Linked DNA regions of Anser cygnoides: region 2 is linked to region 1. Evidence: chromatin contacts called from public Hi-C data. All regions are on one chromosome and are shown on one strand. The core of a region is the stretch at or near the end of the contact, and the rest is flanking DNA. Distances in the headings are between cores, read along the strand shown. Region 1 overlaps IGFBP2 (insulin like growth factor binding protein 2). Region 2 has its middle 200 kb from the start of IGFBP5.

Region 1 (5,953 bases), core at 2,497-4,996:
TTTTCTGATAACCTTCCCATGTTTTCCCCTTGCTGTTTTAAAACTAGGAAGGGGTGGGCATCTGATGTCTGCGTCCCAGGAATGTTTGCTTTTCGGTCTTGGGGGGACTGGTGGGTGAAGTGAGTTGTGGAAAGAATTTTTGTGGTTTTTGGTGTCCTTTTCGGTGCCTCCAGTGAGGATGTGTGTGTCCTCCAGTGTGGCCTGTCTCCTGGAGGCAGAGCTCTGTATTTCAGAATTCCCAAATTTTGTTCTGAAGGGGAGCAGTACAGACCCTAAGTGGTCCCAGTGAAGGCAGAAGAGCAAAAGCAGAAAAACTGGCTGGAATTTGACTTTTTTTTTTTTAATCTTTTTTCTTTTTTTTTTTTTCATCTGGAAAATTGCTCGGGGGTGATTTTCTGTTTGAATTCGCGAGGGTTTGTCTGCGGCGCTGGGGGCGAGGTGCGCGGTTCAGCTGTGAGCTGAGCTGGAGGGAGGCGCGGGGTTTGCAGCCAGAGCAATGGCAGGCCTCCCACGCAGCCCATGTGGAAACGCTCGTCTCTCGGTGCGTTCGGCGAGCGGGCTGCTCGCCTCCATCTGCTGCCGTTTCATCTGGCACTTCAAAAGCAAGCAGAAACGGGGAGAGGAACTCAGGTTTCGCATGAGGAGGAGGAGCAGGAGGGGTGGCCGGAGTGGGGCCCTCGTCTTCCCTGCGCTGTTGGGCTCGTGGTGGGGCTGTGGCCCGTATCTGTGGACAGGCTGTGGAGCTGATGATATTGCGGTCAATCCGGCTCGGCAGCTGGGAGATGAACCTCGGTGGCTGGGTTGGGAGCTCCCTGAAGTGCCTTGGTTTGTGTCCTCTGGGTCTCGGCCACCAGAAGGGTAGGCCGTGTGGGTTGTAAGGTCAGGGTGGTTGGCCACAGTGGCATTTCTGTTGGCGGTGAGGCTAACCCAACAGCCCTGTGGCTTTCCACGGTGCTTTTCTGTTCCTTCTGGTCCTCCTCACTCGCCTTGCAGAGCCTTTGCCAAAGGTAAATTCCAGTTACCTGGGTGAATCGTGTCTTGTTTCTTGGGGACACTCGTCAGGGGTGCTGCAATTCGCCTTCCGCACAGCAGCTGCTTTGCTCTTCTAGCTTTGCAGTTGAACTAGTGAGAAGGAAATGCTGAGCGGTAACACTGCAATGAGTCTCACCACTGCTTTCTGAAGGTTGGAACAACTGCTCCAGCATCCATCTGAGGCTCTGGCAAGGCACCTCGTAGTCAGACTGGTCAAGGACAACGGTCCTGTGGTAGAACCTTCTCCCTGTCTGCCCTATGGAGCTCCAAGAGCCTTTTATTTCTGGCACAGTACTTACCACTAAGGGCCATGAGTTTAATACAGTCCTTGATGTGTAGAGGGTCCTCTCCCTTCATCTGAACATAATACGAACCAGATTGACGAAATGGCAGGGAAATCAGTGCTGTACCATCTTGATCCAACTGTGGTGTGAATGGTAAATCATCTGCCATGGTGGACACTGGGATCAGGAGGCCTGAAGCAACGCATTGACATAGTAGGGGACCTTCTCCTTTATCCATGGTGAGCAAACCTGCCTCCATGTCTTGTGCAGAGGTTGTTTGGGGAGGATTTTGTTTAAACTGTTAGAAATCCCACCAGTCTGTTATACAGGACATTTGAGGCAGAAAATCTGGGTTCCTGGTGGTGTTCAGGGAGCCTGGCCATTCTTGGGACTGGATGGTGGGACAACACCAGAGGTATTATTTGAGGCTAACCCTCTAACCCATCACTAAATTTAAAGAGCAGTCCAGAATTTTTGGGGAAAAAAAAGAGGCTATGGCAAAATGGTGCCTTCTTACACAATAGATTGGCTCCCTGTGGGTATACTGAGTCATTTTGTTGTTGTTGTTGATTTTAGTGACTGAAATAAGTTTATTCCATGCTTTTTTTCCTTGCCAGACCCCACAGACCCTGTCACCCCCAGCTCACAGGGAGCAAGACAGATTCCATTAATTCTTGTGCATTATTGAGGGATTTCGGTCGATGGGATTCTTGCCTGAAATTTCTCTGTGGAGGAGCCTGGCTTCCCACTGACTGCAGATGGGACCCAAAAACCTCAGGCTCCTAGCAGGCCCAGTGGAGCTGTAGGAATACATTTTTTAGTTTGTCCAGGAGAAATTCGGTACCCTGCTCCCTTCAGGGCACCTGTCATTGAGAGCATGACCAGGGCTGGGTGGGTGGAAGTGGTTGGTCTGCAGGGCTTTTAATGCCGTCAAACTGCTTGATTTTGGAGGTCTGGCAGGTCTCGACCTTTGTGCACATGACTGAGGCATGTCTGGTCTGGGGGCACCGGGAGGAATTTGGCACGGAGCCCTGTAAGGCAATGGTCCTATTTAGTAAAGCTCGGGCTGTGGGAGTCGGTGCGAGGAAATCACAACATCCGCTTGGGTTTCTGCAGTCTCTGTCCTGGGGGCCAGTCGAGTGTTGAAGGAGGCCACAGGAATCCTGCTCGTGACCACAGCCAGATTAATGGCTATTTTGGCAGCTTTTCAGGAGTGAGGAATTTGGCCACTTTCATAATAATGGCTAGAAATTCCACATGAATTAATTAGTTTTATTACAGGACATGTCCTTCCTGCTCCTCCAGGGCTGCCTGAAACACTGAACTCATTACTTGAAGAAATGAAAATAGTACTAAAAATAAGAACTGGTATCCCAAGCCTTTGTCAGGAAACGTGCAGAGTACACCGACATCCTCCACCAGACGTGCTTCTGAAGCTGTGGCTTTTGGCCAGATGAGATCTGAACCCAAGTTTTAGATCAATTGCAGCCACTAAAATGCCCCAGCCTGCTCTACAAGGGTGTCTTCTCTCAGCCTCTTGGCCCCTGCTCAGCTTACGCCATTCAAATAGGTTTTTTAATTACTCCTGCAGTTTCAGTTTTATGTAGCGTTCACATCTGACCCTTGGATTTTTACGGTGGAGGCCGTGCACCTTCAGCTGTCTCCCACCTCTGTGATGAGTTTCCATAGTGCTGTTCCTGCCTTGCAAGGACCCTATTTGTGTCTGTGGTAGGAAAGTGCTTGGAAACACCCATGGGAAAGGGTCCTCTGCGGCTGAGTTTTGGTCAAGGGAATGCCATCAAAATGACAGCACGTGACTTTGGAAAGAGCTACTCAAGAGTAGCCAGAATAACTGTGAACTAAGTAAATATTTTGGGAGCCCAGAGCTGATAACTTTCCCTTGCTTACGTTTGTGGGGAGTCTGTCTGTAAATACTTACCGCGTTTCACGTAGCTTTTTAAACAAATGTACTCAGTGGACTCAGTGTGCTCAGTTTTATTTGAACCTCTTTTTTAGAAGCACTGATGTCCTGAGATTTGCCTGTTGGTAAGGGGCAGGTGTGCAAAGTGAGCCCTGCTTGCCGGTCATTCCAGTGTTTGCTTTATGAATATTGCTTCAGATACTTGTGTATGGACAGGGGGTTCTCCATTTGAATCTAAAGGTGGAGCTGAGCAGCTCCACCTTTGTGGACCGGGGCTTGACTTGCTTGCTTTTTTTTTCTCCTGTTTTGGAGCTGAACATGGCAAAACTGACCAGGGAGGTGATCAGGTTCCGGCAGGTCCCACCGCACAGAAAGTGGCTTGGTTTGTGCTCAGGCCTCTTGGGAACTACGACTCTCATCCTACAGGGACTAAGGCCAGCTGAGCTGACAACGGGTTAATCACAAATCTTTCAGCTTTAACAAAATTTGCCTGTTAGAAAAGAGTAAAAAAATGATAATGCAGAGAGCTTTCTTCTAATCTCAGCTGGTTGGACAGCTTCCGACTTTCTAGTAATGATTGTTATTGATTTCAGTCCTTGCTTACCTCTGTTTTGTGTTTATTCTGTCTTTTTATCAGTCTGATTTCAAGGATTTGTTACCTTAACCCCTGGCCGTTGGGCTGGCCCTTCGTGTCCTGAAACAGACCTTTGCGAATTCAGACCGTGCTGAAAATGTTTGGGCAGTGCGGATATGACCTGGCAGCACACCAGGCTGGCCAAAAGTCCATCAGACCCATAATCCTGCCTTAGGTGGTGGCCAGTAAATTGGGAATTCATGGAAAGGGTGAGTATGGGGTGAGCCTTGCCTTGAGTTACCCTCCTGACTTCCAGCAGCGGGGCTTCAAGTGCTGGGGAAGCGAGCCAACCCTCAGCCGTGTACGTGACTGCTGTGTCTTGAGGCGTTGGGTAGGAAGATCTCCATGCATAAGACCAATCTGGAGTTGCTCTTACAAATCCAGTTTGCTACCTGCTGTCATCTCTCATCGCTTCGTGTGTCTGGGAGCAGCAGCCGCGGTGAGAAGGGAGGTCCCATCCAGGAGGTGTCCTTTCCCCTGGCGGTGATCTGCCCAGGCAGAGCCAAAATCTTCCAGCTGACATAAAATCTGTTCCCCTCTGAAATGCAGAGGCCCCCTATAAATATTTAACTGACTCTGCCTTTTTTTTTTCCCCTTTTTTTTCCCCAGTTCTTTTATTTTTTTTTTCCCTGCCCATGTGGGGATAGTTGCCTGAATGCATAACCTGTTCATGGCATCCCATGCTGAGGCTGCATTTTAGGCAGCTGAATTATGCATCTTGCTTGTGTCCCGTCATCACTACCCATGTTCAGGTCTGACATTGAGCTATGTGTTGAGTGTGTGAATGCTCCTGTGGGAGAATTTACAATCCACTCTGGACTGTCCACTGCCATAAAAAATTATATTTTCTGCAGTGAGCTCTTGCAGCTTTTCTCTCGAAGCAGTCCATTGTGGGTGCCATCAGATTTAGGAGATATTTTTAATGGGAGGAATTCCCCAGATTTCTCCATGAAAAAGCCGTTAATGATCTGCATGGCGGAAAGCATCTGCAATCGGCGGGGGCGAGGAAGGCGTCCCTGTGAGCGGGCAGCAGACTGGGCTGTGCCTTGGAAATCCCTGCAGCCGTGGGCTGAGCAGTGTCAGCAGCAGGAGCGGGGCAGGGCTGGGTTGGGCTGGGCTGGCCGCCTGACGCCGGGACCTGGGCTTGTTGTGCAAGGCTCGGAGCTTGCAGTTTGCCCTGCACGGGAGTTACCTCAAGCCGGTTGCACCCTTTTTCTCTCCAACCCTGCAGGCATGCACGGTGCCTGGAGGGCAAACAGCCACAGCCTGTGCCTCCAGGCAGTGCAAGAGGGATGGGGACATCAGGGACGAGGTGGTGTCCTGATCGGAGAGCTGGAATTTGGGCTGGGGGTGTTGGTTTTGTTGCAAGAGCATTGCCACGATAGCATGCGCAGTAGGATCACGGGCTGTCGCAGCCAAAAATGGAGCAAATGCGGGTTTTCCCATGGCGGCGGTGGTGAACGGCTGCACTTCAGAGCAGGGGAGCACTGGTCTCCTCATTGCTGAACCTGCACTAATGCGGTGCGGTGCTGCTGTCGTGCCCCGGCTTGTGGCGTGGCTGGGTTTGCTGTTTTGGGCTGGTGAGTCAGACCCCGGGCAGCCCTAGGCCAGAGCTGCAGGTTCGCCCTTTTTCCATGCATCTGTTCAGAGGCAGCCTGCTTTGCCCGGGCACCGAGCTGAGGAGCCTGACCTCCCCCCAAAACCCTGCCCTCACGCAGGGACCTCGGTGTGGGTTTAGACACCGAAGTTTGGGCAAACGCATTTTGTGGGGCCGCCTGGAGGACTCCTGTCTCTCCTGTGTAGAGGGATGTACCCGGGAAGCAGAAATAGCAAGTGACTAAATGTCACGGCTACGTTCCTGCTGTCGGAACAGAACTCCCTATTTTCTTTTGACGGCAAAAATTAACTTCCCCTTTCCCCTCCTGGAGCGGGCGAGCTGGCTGCCCGTGGCCGTGCCCTCGCTGCGGGTATGCAGGACGGCTCGGGTCAGCCTGAAAGGAAAATGCTCCCGCTGCGGGCTTTTCACTGCCTGGCTTCTTTCTGAAAAAAAAACGTGCAGGGCTTTTGCTGGCCCTAGTGCAG
Region 2 (6,428 bases), core at 2,221-4,720, 270 kb after region 1:
TATTATCTTTATTTAAGAAAAGTTAATTTTAGGTAAATATAAAAATAAAAAAAAAAAAAAGAAAAAGTGGAAGATAAAAGTATAAATTATTTTGAGATGTGAGACTTTATTTATTTATTTATTTATTTATTAACCTACAAAATTCCACATTGGCAGCATGGCAAAATGGAACAAGAGAAAATTAATAAAGAATTATATATACTGATAATAATTTATCACTGCAAAACCAACAGCACCTCCTAACCTCCTAACCTTGCAGGAGTTTGGGGAAGGTAAATGCAGGCAGACCTATGAAATCCTCTGAAACTATGTGACGAGACGCCAGATAAGTGTCTCAGAAAGACAGGATTTGATTGTCAGGGGTCTGTTCTCACGGAAAATAAAAGGCTCCAGTTTCTGTACAATTATGTACAGACAAGACATGTGCTTTCACTGCATGGCACCAAGCCTGGAGTATATTTTTTGCTCCTGATTTACAAGGAAAACTTGGCATGAGGGTGACCCACACAGCAAGAAACGGGCAGATTTAAGACAGATGCATGGAATATCCTTTCAAATTCATAAACCTTTAGTGTCATGCTTAGTTGTTTTCACATTGACCCATCTGCATAATAGCCTCCACAGGAAGGTTCTGAGCTCAGACTGGGGTTTTCAGGTGTTACCACCTTGGATTTATAAAGGGAAAACAATCTGTCTTTGTGCCCTTTCACCTATACCTGGGATTTTGCATTAGCAGGGTTTTTGGACTACCACGGTCTGCAAGAAAAGGTGAGGTTAGACTGGGAAGGGAGAGGATTCCCTGCTTCTGCCTGTGATGACATTGAGGTTTGTTCTTTGGGTACTTTTTCACATGCGCTGCCTCCACTTCCTTCCTTCCAAGGCTTCAGGAGCAGGGAAGTGGGAGATGCTCTTACTTCTCAGTCCTGTTTGGGACAGTGGGAATTCAGAGAGGTGGGGATTAATTATGTTTCTCAGCAGTACCTGCATGCCTATGCAGCCCCAACAGTGATTCAGAACAACTGCCAGGCCGGTAGGTTGTCAGAAATGAAGTTTTAAACTTCATTACACTGGTCCTCCCACTTCTGCCTTCAATGCTGAGTCCTTCAGGACATTTTCCAGCTGAGTTAGCCACATCACAATCAGTCCATGACCAGCAGCACCTCAAGGCCCTGACAGCTCTTCTCCCTTGCAGACTGGTTCTTCGAGACACGCTGCAGAATGTTTGCACCACCAGCCTTTACGTCTGTGGACCTCCACTGGCAAGCAGCCCATTCACCATCTTTCATGAGTAGTAACATAACCAACACAGAGAATTAATGTTGCTCATTTAAAGAGGAGGTTGGCAGTTAGTACCAGGAACAGCTGTGCCCTTTTCAAGATTTAATCAAGGTCTACAAACAAGCCAGAAGAAGAGACAACAGCCTTTAAGTAACAAGCTGACTAGGCTCTGACATTTTCCTTCTGTACTCCCAAGGAAGACCCTTCCCTCAGGAAAGCAAACAGGCACAGCTACTCGGAGCTGGAGATTTTACTTGAAACCATAAAGTGGAAAAGCCGCTGTTTTCAAGCAGGTCTCGAGGTGGTCTTTGCTTCTGAATGCCACACAAAGCAATGTCACAGAGAGATGTGTCCTTAGAGAGGTAAAAACATCAAGTCTGTCTCACTGAGGACAAAAAAAAATCCAATTTATTTTTTGTCCCAAAACATTTCTAATAGTAGCAAGTCTCTGTCCTGGCATTTGAAGGTTTGAAGGACAGCCTGACAAGTTTGCTTGTGTGCATTGAGGGTGACCATGGGTATGAAGTATCACACACATAAGCACATATCTATGTATGTATATATATATATATACACACATATATACATACATATATATATTGCAACTGTGATGGGCTGAAAATTCAGGCCGTCAATATTTATAACTTTGGCTCATATCCCAAGCCAAGCAGCCCTATTGCAGAAGCTCTATTTGTGGCAATGGGATCTACACACTCCATTTTAGTTCTAATCCTAGGCGAGCTGGCAGACATAAGGTTTTATGGGAAGCAGAACAACTAATCCATGCTGAAGTGCAATGCAGAAAGTTTCCTAAGTATAGCGTCCCCTCAAAAATATGAGGGCTCAAATTAACCCCCTAAATCCTCTTTATCAAAGTCAGCCAAGCTTGGGGATGGTAAATTGATTACGTGGCAAACCCCAGCAACCAAGGCTCTTAAAACAGTTGGAGCACATGTTGGAGAGGGCTCTGAGGGAAGTTTAGAAAAAGGACAGAGCTAGCAAAACTATTGACACGGAAATCTCCCAGAGTTCAAAGTTTCAGGGCAGTTCTGCTGAATCCACAATATTCACATCAGAATTTGGGAAGACTTGGGTCTTGTGGGGAGACTCTGATTCTTTTGGATGAATAGAAAGGTGAGTCCCTGGCTGAAGCAGACCCTTGGGTTTTTCCTGAATGTGAATTATTATGTCCCTGAACTGTTGTTTGCTACCCCTTGGCATTATTGCCTAATACAGTGTGTACTCTTTGGCCCATGATATTCCCAGCCCCACTCTCCCATCTGAAACCATGGCTGTGTCTAGCTCCTGGGCTGCATTAAACAATCAAACAGGGATTTCATTTTGCTTTGTGAGTATTGGCGGAGAGCCAAGTTTAGAGTGGAGGTCTGGTTACAAACTTTCTTACAACACAGAAGTGTGGCCAGATCCAGGCTTTATGTTTGGACACATCTCTCCCAGTCAAGGAGAAATTTCCAGTTGTTTGGATGCTGAGTCAGCAGAAATGTTGGGAATTAGCAAAGTTTTTTTGTTTTTCTTCCCCTTTGAACTTTGAAACAGGCTCAAATCTTGTTGCAGCTTTGGCCAGTGGTTTACATGGCCTCCCAGCTGAGATTTCTAATAGGAGATTGCCAACTGTACTGAGAGTTTTCTGTGACCCTGACAATTGGCCCAGAAAGAAGGGCACTGAGACCCATCATGCTCATTTCATGAGATCCTGGAGGGACTTACAACCAAAGGTTCGTCTTACCAAAGTGCAACTCAGAGATGCAAAGCAGCAAAGGAGGGAGAGGAGCTCAATAAAAATATCTTATGTGGAGGAGCTCTTCGATAATATTTCTCTGCTGAACAATCAGTAGTATGTTGGATTTCTTTCTTTTCTTTCTTTCTTTCTTTCTTTCTTTCTTTCTTTCTTTCTTTCTTTCTTTCTTTCTTTTTCTTTTCTTTAATGAGTAATTTTGGGAGAATGGCTATTATCTAGAGGAAATTTTTCTAATAATGCAAAACACAGATTTTGGCACACAAGTTTAGCCTCATGAACCCTAAAGTAGGAACAGGTTCACCAGCTTCTCCCTTCTTAATGGCCACAGAGTACAGAAGGAATACTGATGGCTACCACAGGATCTTCTGCTTCTATAGCACCGATTCAAACCTGATCCTGAGAATAGTCATTCTGACAAATATGCCTACATACCTAGTACCTTTTCTAACTTGGAGCTACAGTGAAGACCCAGAGTAGTTCCAAACTCACCTAAATCAGGCTGTCATCATTTAAAAGCTAGGAAAAAGATGCATTAGGGTTAAATGCTTCAAGGAAATTAAGAGTCTGTCTAGTGGGTTACAAACAACAACAACAAAAACAACAAAAGCAAAACAAAAACAAAACAAAACCAGAAAAAGCCAGCCCAAACTAACAAAATATAGTACATAGGAAAGAACCTTCTTAATCCACTTTATCAGTGATCCCAGAAAAAAGCTCATAACAACTTGTTTCTGAGATCTGAGAACCTAAATGTGTAGGGACACTGGTTGTAATTTCCTAATTTCCTCCAAACTCAAATAAGCAGATTAAAAAAAAAAAAAGAAAAGGTAAAAACTTGTATCCCTTTTACATTCTTTTACCCTTATTGCTTCCTTCCTTTCTTTTTTCACATGTGGGACTTTTCAAGAGAAAGTGTTCTGGGAACGGAGGAGTAGTTGGGGCAAAATACATCGTGAAGAATTTCCCAAGTCTCTGGTGGGGTGGAAGTTTTGTGAACTGCAGCCCAAACTGTTTTCATGCACCCTCAGAAACCTATAAATGTTTTCAAAGAATATTTACTAGCAACCTTTTCACTAACATTTGCCAAACTCATTTGAAAAGGGGACCAAATTCCAAATTTTCTGTCAGAGGAGCAATTCCTAGCAAGGAAGCCACAAGCCCCTTTGAGCTGCCATGAAAAAAAAAAAAAATGAAAAGAAAAAGAAAAAGGAGGAGGAGGGTGAAAACGCATCTGTAAACCATAGTCTGCAATTTTGGCTTTGGATCTCAAGATAATAAGACCACTGACTGACAAATTCCAGGAGTATTTTCCTATTTATATTAGCTTGTATTTATTTGTTCAATATGTGAGGATGTGATTCCTTGCATTAATCATTAACTTGGTAGAGCTTTTCCTGTTTCCTTGCCAAGATTTAAAAAAAAAAAAAACCTCCAAAGTTTCCATGTCGATATAAGTAGCATTGCATGGAACAAGCCCCCCCTGTAGGAAAGGGCAGGACAAGTTGTCAAGACTGTTCTGTAGTCTACAGTTGTATTGGGTTTTATTTATATCATTGTTGCTGGGAGATTTGTGAAAAGTCGTGCAAATAGTCTCCTCAGGGAAAGAAATACGCCATTTGAGTTGGATTTCAGAGAAGGCCTGGAGAAATCTCACTCAGCCTTGTCAGCCCTGTGCTAAGTCCTCTGTGTGGAAAAATTCAGGTTACCCCTTTGGTTCAAAGGGTAGGTTGTTTGAGACCCAGCTTTCCAACCTGGACCACAACAACAGCTATGATCGTGACACACTGTGTAACTCACCTGTCTTCCACACCTATAGCAGTTTCTCTGGAGATGTCCACTAGCTTAATAAGATGGCTAATACCATACCAGCAGGATCCTAAGGCCCTGAGGATACTGGGACATGTTCCAGTGTATTGGGACACAAATCACATTTAGACCTCAAAGTGTTATATTTCTATGGAAGAATAGGTAAGAGGTGTCATAGAGTTGGTTTTCATTTCATGAAGAGTTCGGCCTTTCTGTGTTTAGTGCTGGAATTAATAAGTAGGTCCACCCACTGCAAACACAAACAATTGCTTCCAACGGTTCCCAGCACCAGTAGGAGAAAGTGAGCAATTGGAGAAATGCCTTCCAAGATGCTGTAAAGAAAAGGGAAGAGAAAAGTGAGGGTCCTGTAGTTGAAACAGTTTTTATGTTGCCTGAATAACAGTAGAGTCTTCAAAGAAAGGAGATTCTGCCTTCCACCTAGAAAAAAATCACAGTCCAGGGATAGAATCAGGTTTGGATTAAATTGTCAAAAGCAGTATGTGATCTAGTAGCTAAGGGTCAATCAAAAGGTGGGGTTCATCTGGGTTGCATAAGCAGAGATGATTCCTCTCCTGAACAACACGAGGCAACTGCAGAGAGACAGAAAGGAAGACCTATGAACTATTGGTGTGACTCGGTCTGCTGAATGGAACAGCTTTTGAAAACGGTTCTTGGGGTTCTTACAAATGCCTTTAACACTGCTAAAAGTTACATCCCCAGTCTTCATAAGCACTGAACTAGCTTCCTCCCCTCCATTCCTACTTATTTTATGACTTCATACAGAAGGCCTCTTTTACCCCATCAGCTCTCAGGGCCAGAAGGAGGGAAGGTAATGTTTTCCATGTATCTTCTGTGTTGCTGGGTAGGGGTGGCTTAACAACTGATGATTCCTTGTATGCTTGTGGAGCAGGTGAAACAACAGTACTCTCTACGCAATGAAGTCTTCCCTTCCTAGCAGAGAGAGACACGTGTCCTGGCAAGCATTGCTCAGGCAGTTAACCCACCAGCTTAAAATTCATCCTGCACTTTGAAGTGAGTCATCCAAGTGGGGAATGGAAATCTCCAAGGTACGCAGGCCTTCTCCCTGCCCGTGTGGGATAGCTCACCGCAACATGTTCTTCAGAAACAGGGCCAGTCCAGGGCTGTGTGACTCAAACAATCAGGTTTCCATCACCTCCCCTGGGAGACCAGTCCAATCTTAGGAAAGTTTTCCTCAAGCTAATTTTTCCTTTGCTCAGCCTCAACCCACTGCTCTTAATTCTCTACATCTTGCGTTAACCCCCCTCCACCCTGGACCTCCCTGAATGACTGATCTTTCTTCTTGGATGATCTTCAGATATTTGCACATCATTATTCTTCTCTCCTGCTAAGTGGTCTTTTAGCCCATAGTAATGCTTTTGTGTCATAATGTTTTGGGTCCTGTGTTTATCTAGAGTCATTTTCTCATCTTCATTTTAAGAAAAAAATGTCAAAAAACGTAAATGGAAAGCAAAATCTACCAGATTTACTCACAAGTCAGGATGCCATCTGCCAAAGTGTCTTCCAGAGTGCTTTAATTTATGGCTGACTTTCAAAACTTTGCAAA

What was found. A called contact is a pair of places that touch in the nucleus more often than the background predicts.
Region 2: a contact with region 1 is called in a Hi-C map of liver, with 11 times the contacts expected there. The contact joins two enhancer-like sites. A contact is called at or near these places in 2 of 7 Hi-C or Micro-C datasets (both in liver).

Annotation. Positions count from the first base shown.
Region 1 is chr6:31,130,780-31,136,732 of Taihu_goose_T2T_genome, forward strand. The region is part of intron 1 of IGFBP2 (insulin like growth factor binding protein 2); the gene reads left to right. Among named protein-coding and RNA genes, the nearest start is that of IGFBP2, 11 kb to the left of the region's middle. Within about 2 kb of position 3,747, at least 2 of the 3 cell types and tissues checked have open chromatin away from gene starts, as enhancers often do. A contact at or near this core is called in liver, where this site is marked.
Region 2 is chr6:31,399,686-31,406,113 of Taihu_goose_T2T_genome, forward strand. No RefSeq gene overlaps it. Among named protein-coding and RNA genes, the nearest start is that of IGFBP5, 200 kb to the left of the region's middle. Within about 2 kb of position 3,471, at least 2 of the 3 cell types and tissues checked have open chromatin away from gene starts, as enhancers often do. A contact at or near this core is called in liver, where this site is marked.